2 separate regions of the Macaca mulatta genome follow, and region 1 is linked to region 2. Evidence: chromatin contacts called from public Hi-C data. All regions are on one chromosome and are shown on one strand. The core of a region is the stretch at or near the end of the contact, and the rest is flanking DNA. Distances in the headings are between cores, read along the strand shown.

Region 1 (3,876 bases), core at 74-2,573, 57 kb before region 2:
GCCAGGCCACAACCCAAACTTTAAAAAGAGAATCTAAGTGGTCTTAGAAGAGTTTGCAAGTCACCTGACCACTGTGGTACCTCCTTAAGGAGGGCCTCTGAGGCCCAATGAAAAAGGCTTATATAAAAGGCTCATGACCAGCTCTGCCAGTGATGAACATGTGTCAAGTCGTTCTGCTGTCCCAACTCCTGGACCAAGGTGGCTCGGAATTAGCTTCAGCTAATAAAGAACAAAGACGGGGGGCAGAAAGGCTCCCCAAACTTGCGCAAATCCAGTGAGAAAACACTTTGCACATCATCTGTCTCAGTTGTTCTGCAGGTGAGGCACACTCACAGCTGCACTACCCCAGGCAAGCAGTTTGCCAGGACTCGGGGGCCTCCGGGTTTCATCTCGGGGCCTCCGCCTGCACCAGCGAGTGGGCCTGGCTCAGGGCGAGCCTGTCCTTTTTTTCCTTCTGCAAGACCTGCTCCTCCCACAGCGCCTGGTCCACCTGATCGTCGGTGAGCACGACAGGCTTGTACTTCTCATCGAAGAGCCGCTCGTTGGTCTCGGAATGCAGCTGCTGGGGCCCGACCACCCGCAAATGCGCCGGCAGGTGCAGGAATTCGTCGTCGTTGATGTCGCAGTCGCGCATCCGGGCCCCCAGCACCCACCAGCGACCCACGAAGCCCACGTCCAGGACCCGGCCGGGGAAGTCGGTCCAGCGGGGCTGCAGGTAGCGGCAGCGCGCCTGGTAGAGGCTGGCCTGGGCGTCGAAGGGCGCCTCGTACACCAGGGAGCAGAGCCCTAGGTTGACGTGGCGCAGGCGGCCACGGCCCCGCAGCCAGAGCAGCCGCTGCACGAAGGCTTCGGACTCGCGGTTGCGGGTGGCCGGCGCCAGCAGCAGGAGGGTCCCCGACGCCTCCAGCAGCGCCTCCTCGAAAGCACCCTCGCTAGGCGCCAGCGTGAAGCAGGCCGCCGCGCCGCCCAGCAGCCCCACATACACGGCCGCGCGCCCCGGCCGGGCACTAGCCTCCGCCGCCGCGTCCCTGCAGGCCTCGGCGTAGTCCCGGAACAGCGCGCGGGCCCAGGACCCTGAGGGGAGAGGAGCGCGGTAAGAGTGATCTGGCAGCGGCGGCCACTCACCCTGCCGCCTTCCGCCGCTACTCACCCAGCCGCGCCCACACTCCCGGCTTCGCCGCTGCAGCGTCGCCCGCCTCTGCGCGGCGCCGGGACCAAAATCTCCTCAGAGCCGCCGCGGCCATCCTCTTCCGTCTTGGGGGTCCTTGCTCCGGAAAGAAACTCTTGATACCCGAAGTTAAAAGCCCGGGAGGCGCTTCTGCGCAAGCGCCAACTTTACCGGAAGTGGCTTCCCAGCGGGAAAGGATAGAAAGAGGACCGGCGCCGGATGTTGCTGTCCGGTCCGAGTCGGGTAGATTCTGACGGGTAGGCCAGCTGCGCAGTCGCAGAGAGCCCCAGCCACGCCGGCCCAGGTGGCCTCCGGTGAGGAGGGCGGAGCGCACCTGTGGCGACGGGGCGACGAGTTCAAGCTTCCGTGGGTGCAGCTGGCCGCCAGGTAGGGCTGGGGGCCGAGGGACCGGCGTGCGGGCGTGGGGGGAGCGTGCCTGACCGGTCTCTGTCCTCAGCGAGGGATGCGGAGACGCCCCTGAACGACCATGGCATCGGCTGACGAGCTGACCTTCCACGGTGAGTGCGGCCCCGACGAGGCCGGATCTCCTACTCCCGCCCCTTGCCAGAACCTACCCCCCATGCGGCTTCCAACTTCTCTACCCCGAACCCTAGGCGGCTGTGAACCCTGACCCAGGAGGGAGACCCATCCCTGACCCGAACCCCGCCCCCACCCTGAACTCAGACCTCAAACCCGAGCCTCATGTCTCCAGACCCTGACCCCATCCCAGGGCCAACCCTAAGTTGCAGTTCCACTTTAGGAGGAAGGGAACAGACGCCCTCCGGATGCCTCCAAACTGAGGAAGTTGGGCCCCCCACCTTGGGGGAGATCAGTGGCTTAGCAGAGCCTCCGCTCCCAGATGAGCATTGACTTGGCTGGAGCCCAGTCGAATTCTTTCCACCCCTCAAGCGTGCGTGTGTCCCATGTCCCTGCTCCACAGAATTCGAGGAGGCCACTAATCTTCTGGCTGAGACCCCAGATGCAGCCACAACCAGCAGAAGTGATCAGCTGACCCCACAAGGGCACGTGGCTGTGGCCGTGGGCTCAGGTGGCAGCTATGGAGCCGAGGATGAGGTGGAGGAGGAGAGTGACAAGGCCGCGGTGAGTCCCTGTGTCCTGCCTCTGTGCAGCTCCCAGCTGATCCACGCTGTCGGGGCAGGCGCTGAATGCCCGCAATGTGCAGCTCCTGCAGGAGAAGCAGCAGCAGCAGCCCGGATTCTGGACCTTCAGCTACTATCAGAGCTTCTTTGACGTGGACACCTCACAGGTCAGGCCTGGGGAGGCAGGTGAGGTGGGGCTCAGAGTTATGCTCAGGGTTCAGCCACACTTTCCCTGGGCAGGGTGCTGGTGATGGCGAGTGCGGGTGAAGGAACTGTGGTGCTCTCAAAGGGTTATGGTGGGACTGGTTATGGATCGGGACTGTAGGAACACAGGGGACACACACAATCTCGTGGGTTAGAGGAAGACCTCGTGGAGGACGTGAGGAATTGGCTGAAACCTAAAGGAGAAGGAACGCTTCCTGGGGAATGGGGGAGGGGAGCTGAAGTATGTTCCAGGCAAAGGGAACAGCATATGCAGAAGATCAAAGATGGGCTGGGGGCAGTAGCTCCCCGCCTGTAATTCCAGCACTTCGGGGGACTGAGGTGGGCAGATCACCTGAGCTCAGGAGTTCAAGACCAGCCTGGCTAACATGGTGAAACCCCATCTCTACTAAAAATACAACAAAATCAGCCAGGCTTGGTGTTGAGGCCCTGTAATCTCAGCTACTCTGGAGGCTGAGGCAGGAGAATCGCTTGAACCTGCGAGGCAGAGGTTGCAGTGAGCCGAGATCACGCCAGTGCACTCCAGCCTGGGCAAAAAGAGTGAGACTCTGTCTCAAAATAAATAAATAAATAAAATAAAAATACAAAAATTAGACCGGGCGTGGTGGCTCATACCTGTAATCCCAGCACTTTGAGAGGCCAAGGCAGGCAGATCACGAGGTCAAGAGATCGAGACCATCCTGGCTAACACGGTGAAACCCCGTCTCTACTAAAAATACAAACAAATTAGGGTGTGGGTGCAGGCGCCTGTAGTCCCAGCTACTTGGGAGGCTGAGGCAGGAGAATGGCGTGAACTCGGGAGGCGGAGCTTGCAGTGAGCCAAGATGGCGCCACTGCACTCCAGCCTGGGCGACAGAGTGAGACTCTGTCTCAAAAAACCAAACCAAAACAAAACAAAACAAAAATACTAAAATTAGCCAGGTGCAGTGGTTGGGCACCTGTAATCCTAGCACTTTGGGAGGCCGAAGTGGTGGATCACTTGAGGTCAGGAGTTGGAGACCAGCCTGGCCAACATGGTGAAACCCCATCTCTACTAAAAATACAAAAATTAGCCAGGCATGGTGGCGCATGGCCTGTAGTCCCAGCTACTCAGGAGGCTGAGGCATGAGAATCGCTTGAATCTGGGAGGCGGAGGTGGCAGTGAGCCAAGATCATGCCACCGCATTCCAGCTGGGAGGACAGAGTGACACTCCATCTCAAAAAGAAAAAGGGGGCTGGGGCTGGGCGCAGTGGCTCACGCCTGTAATCCCAGCACTTTGGGAGGCTGAGGTGGGCATATTACCTGAGGTCAGGAGTTTGAGACCAGCCTGGTCAACATGGCAAAACCCTGTCTCTACTAAAAATACAAAAATTAGTCGGGCGTGGTGGCACACGCCTGTAATTCCA
Region 2 (4,084 bases), core at 951-3,450:
AATGTTTCAGTTACCAATTACCTCTCAAAGAGAAGTGCTGTCTTAATAACAAATAATACTTTCAAGAGTATCAACAAAACAAAAACAAAAACACAAACACAAACACTAAATGTTACTCCAAGAGTAAGATGATAAGAACATCTCGCTATGTTGCCAATACATCTATAAAACCAAAATTGTTCCTAAAAAAAATTTTTTTTTTGAGACGGAGTCTTGCTCTGTCTCCCAGGCTGGAGTGCAATGGCATGATCTCAGCTCATTGCAACCTCCGCCTCCCAGGTTCAAGTGATTCTCCTGCCTCTGCCTCCCAAGTAGCTGGGACTACATGCCACTATGCCTGGCTAAGTTTTGTATTTTTAGTAGAGACGGGGTTTCACCATGTTGGCCAAGCTGGTCTCGAACTCCTGACCTCAAGTGATCCTCCCACCGTAGCTTCCCAAAGTGCTGAGCCACCGCGCCTGGTCCTAAAAACATTTTTTAAAGGTTTATTTAAAAATGATAGCCAACTCTCCCGGAACTCCTTTGAGGCTAAGCCCCGGGACCCTAGTTTTAGAAACGCTGCACCACTTTGCTCTGTTCAGGACAGAGTTGGCTACCAATGCTTGCCCAGTGAATAGGTTTTGCTTATGATCTGGGGTTCTGCTGAGCTGAGTGTCTGCCTAGAACTCTGAAATACCCTCCTTCCCTCTTCTCATCTGGGTCAAGAAGACCCAGGCTCTGCCCCAGCAAAAAGGGACGGCACCCTCGGGTGGCAGACACAACTCCTTTAGTCCACGTTTTCAAAGTCGAGGTGCAGGGAAAACCCAGTGTGAACGGACTGCTCCTCGGGCTTTCCTTTAATCGGGCTGTTCCCAAAGTGGCAAAAAATTCACACAGGACCCAAGCCAGCTAGAGGCCTCCTGAGGGGTTCCCCGGGGCATCAGTGCAAGAAGCCCCGAGAGACAAAGCCAAATGACACAGAGTAGCAAAATGTGAACGAGGAATCAAAGAAAACAGATAAGAAAAGGAGTAACAAGAAGAATGAACTACAAAGACTGGGAGCGGGGGTGGGGGGTGCTGGCAAACACATTTGTGATTTTCTTTCCCCCATAGTGAAATGTCAGTTTTGAAAGCAGCTTCGGAAAATGTAACCAGCTTCTCACATCCCCCAAAAGAAGACGGGAGGAGGCTGTTACCCCTTGCTTCGAAGCCCGGCATCAGGAAGGGGCCCGTCCCGTCCACGTTTCCACGAGGAGCTCATCCTGCGTCTCCCACCGTCCTCGCATAGGCCCTCTCCTCAGGTCCCTAAGTTTCCCACTCAGGGGTCCTGAACACCACGCCTCGCACAGCGGTGGAACTCGGTCCTCCCGGGCGCCACAGACCAGCGAACACTTTCCGACCGTCCTGAGCTATCCAGGGGGTCCCCAGAGGGATCCCGGGCCGCCCACGCCCCACCCTCCTCCCTGCAGAGGCGGCCACACCCGCCCCCGAGACACCCACCTCTCCCGCACCCCGGGCCTCCCTCCCCCACGCTTAAGCCCCCCACGCCTGGCGTCCTCCAAATTCCCCTTCCACTCAGAGCCCCCCACTTCCTGCCCACCCATCCCTCCCAAATCTCTGGCCCCTCACTCCCCATTTCGCGCTTCCCTGCTCACTCTGGGCACCTCGCCCCTCCAGCCACCAAGCACGCCCTCTTTTCTCTGTCCCCTGGCACCGGCCCTCCACGCTCCCTCCCTGCGGGCCACCGGCTCGGCCCCAGGGACCCCACGCCAGGCCCCCGCGCTCAGGGCCCCTCCCCGCCGGCCCCCGCCCCGGGCCGGCCTCGTGCGCAGCCCCGGCCCTGCGCCCGCCCCGGGGCCCCGTACTCACGGCTGTAGAGGGCGATGCCCGCCGCGTCCGGGCCAGCGCGCACCTCGAGGCGCAGCGCCTGCTGCTCCGCGTGCCGCTGGATCTCGCCGTTCGCGTCGCCGATGGTGAGGAGGCGGGCGCCGGGGAACACCGACACGGCCGCGCAGGGCCCCGCGCCGCCCGGGACCGCCGACCCCGCGCCGCCCGCGCCCGGCCCCACCGCCGCCGCCGCCGCTGCCATCTTAGATCCGGCTCCAGGCCCCGCCGCCGCCGCCGCTGCGCCCGGGCCCAGGCCGCCGCCGCTGCCGCCGCCGCTACCGCCGCCGCTGCCGCCGCCGCCGTGCAGGCCGAGGCCGAGGCCGAGCCGGGCAGCGCCGCCTGCCGGCCACGCGCCGCCTCACCGCCGCCGCTGCCGCCGCCACCGCCACCGTCGCCGCGACCCGGCCCCGTGGCGCAGCGCCCCCTGCTGGCCGCCCTCGGTGCGGGGAGCTAGTGAGCGAGCGAGAGGGCGCCCCGTGGGGCGGGACCGGCCTCGCCCCGCCCCGCGAGAACGGTCGCCGCTTTGTGAGGTGGCTCCACCGCCCGGGAACTGCGGGGCGGGAGGGTACGTCGGGGGCGGTGCTCGGGCGCGAGGACACGCCCCTCGGAAGACTGGGCCCCGCCCCCAGGCTGGCGCCTCATTAACGGCTGCTTTCGATTGAGGCTGTGCTGGAATGGCGGGGGCGGTGCTCGGTCGCGCGAACACGCCCTGGGCCCCGCCCCGCAGGAGCAGCCGCGCTTCGTGATGCGGCTTCCCTGCCCCGACATGGACACGCCCCTGAGACCGGGCCCCGCCCCTCGCGCCCTCTCGGCTTTGTGAGGCAGCCCGCAGGGAGGCGGGGCCCAGCCGCGACGAGGCCCCGCCCCCGTACCTGTCCGCGCCCTCCCACCCGGACTCGCTTTGTCAGGCGCCCCGCTCTGGGGACGGGCGGGGGAAAAGGCGTGGCCAGCGCCCGGGACACGCCCCCACCCCTTGGCCCCAACCTCTTACCCCGGCCCCGCGCACCGACCATTTCCGATGAGCCCTGGCCTCCAGGCGCAACCTGAGCCGGGTTGAAAGGACACCTCCCCGACACTCGACCGATCCTCCTCCCTTCCCCATCATCTCTGCCCACACTCCCTTCTTAATCCTTAATGTTTGTCTCCTTTCGCACAAGATATCCTTTGACCTCCTCCCCTCTGAGCCCCTCCTCCAACATTGCTGAGTCCCGCCGGGCCAGGCGCAGGGCCCCTCTCCCACCACACGAACCCGTCTTCTCTCCGCATCCCCCTTCATTTTGGGTGACTCCATCCCTTTTGGGCTTGGGCCACTTCCCAGCCCCAGCTTTAACTCTTCCCTAGACCTCATTTACGCCTCATTCTTTTTTTCTTTTTTTGAGACGGAGTCTCGCTCTGTCGCCCAGGCTGCAATGCAATGGCTCCATCTCGGCTCACTGCAACGTCCACCTCCTGGGTTCCAGTGATTCTCCTGCCTCAGCCTCCCGAGTAGCTGGTACTACAGGCATTTTTTAATTTTTAGTAGCGACGCCCAGCAATTTTTTAATTTTTAGTAGAGACGGGGTTTCACCATGTTGGTCAGGCTGGTCTTCAACTCCTGACTTCAGGTGATCTGCCCGTCTCGGCCTCCCAAAGTGCTGAGACTACAAGCATGAGCCACTGTGCACGGCCCCTTTTGTTTTTTTTTTGGTTTTGTTTTTTTTTTTTGTTTTTTGAGACGGAGTCTTGCTCTGTCGCCCAGGCTGGAGTGCAGTGGCCGGATCTCAGCTCACTGCAAGCTCTGCCTCCCGGGTTTATGCCATTCTCCTGCCTCGGCCTCCCGAGTAGCTGGGACTACAGGCGCCCGCCACCTTGCCCGGCTAGTTTTTTTGTATTTTTTTTTTTTTTTTTTTTTGAGACAGAGTCTCGCTGTGTCGCCCAGGCTGGAGTGCAGTGGCCGGATCTCAGCTCACCGTAAGCCCCACCTCCCGGGTTTACGCCATTCTCCTGCCTCAGCCTCCCGAGTAGCCGGGACTACAGGCGCCCGCCACCTCGCCCGGCTAGTTTTTTGTATTTATTAGTAGAGACGGGGTTTCACCGTGTTAGCCAGGATGGTCTCGATCTCCTGACCTCGTGATCCGCCCGTCTCGGCCTCCCAAAGTGCTGGGATTACAGGCTTGAGCCACCGCGCCCGGCCCCCCTTTTGTTTTTTGAGACAGGGTCTCACTGTGTTGCCCAAGCT

What was found. Hi-C and Micro-C count contacts between places; a contact is called where the count stands out from the background.
Region 1: a Hi-C map of fetal cortex germinal zone shows a contact between it and region 2, with 2.4 times the contacts expected there. The contact joins the promoter of TIMM29 here to the promoter of CARM1 in region 2. A contact is called at or near these places in 5 of 14 Hi-C or Micro-C datasets (blood, cortical neurons, fetal cortex germinal zone and 2 more).

The regions. Positions count from the first base shown.
Region 1 is chr19:11,663,793-11,667,668 of T2T-MMU8v2.0, reverse strand. TIMM29 (translocase of inner mitochondrial membrane 29) reads right to left here and starts at 1,323. Exons shown (of 2, transcript NM_001194256.3): 1 at 1,151-1,323; 2 at 81-1,074. The coding sequence starts at 1,244. The coding sequence ends at 386. YIPF2 (Yip1 domain family member 2) reads left to right here and starts at 1,441. Exons shown (of 9, transcript XM_077977432.1): 1 at 1,441-1,555; 2 at 1,626-1,686; 3 at 2,109-2,269; 4 at 2,352-2,435. The coding sequence starts at 1,656. LOC144336674 (a long non-coding RNA gene) reads left to right here. Exons shown (of 2, transcript XR_013408932.1): 2 at 1-242.
Region 2 is chr19:11,606,989-11,611,072 of T2T-MMU8v2.0, reverse strand. It overlaps CARM1 (coactivator associated arginine methyltransferase 1), which reads right to left and starts at 2,200. Exons shown (of 15, transcript XM_028839835.2): 1 at 1,849-2,200. The coding sequence starts at 2,068.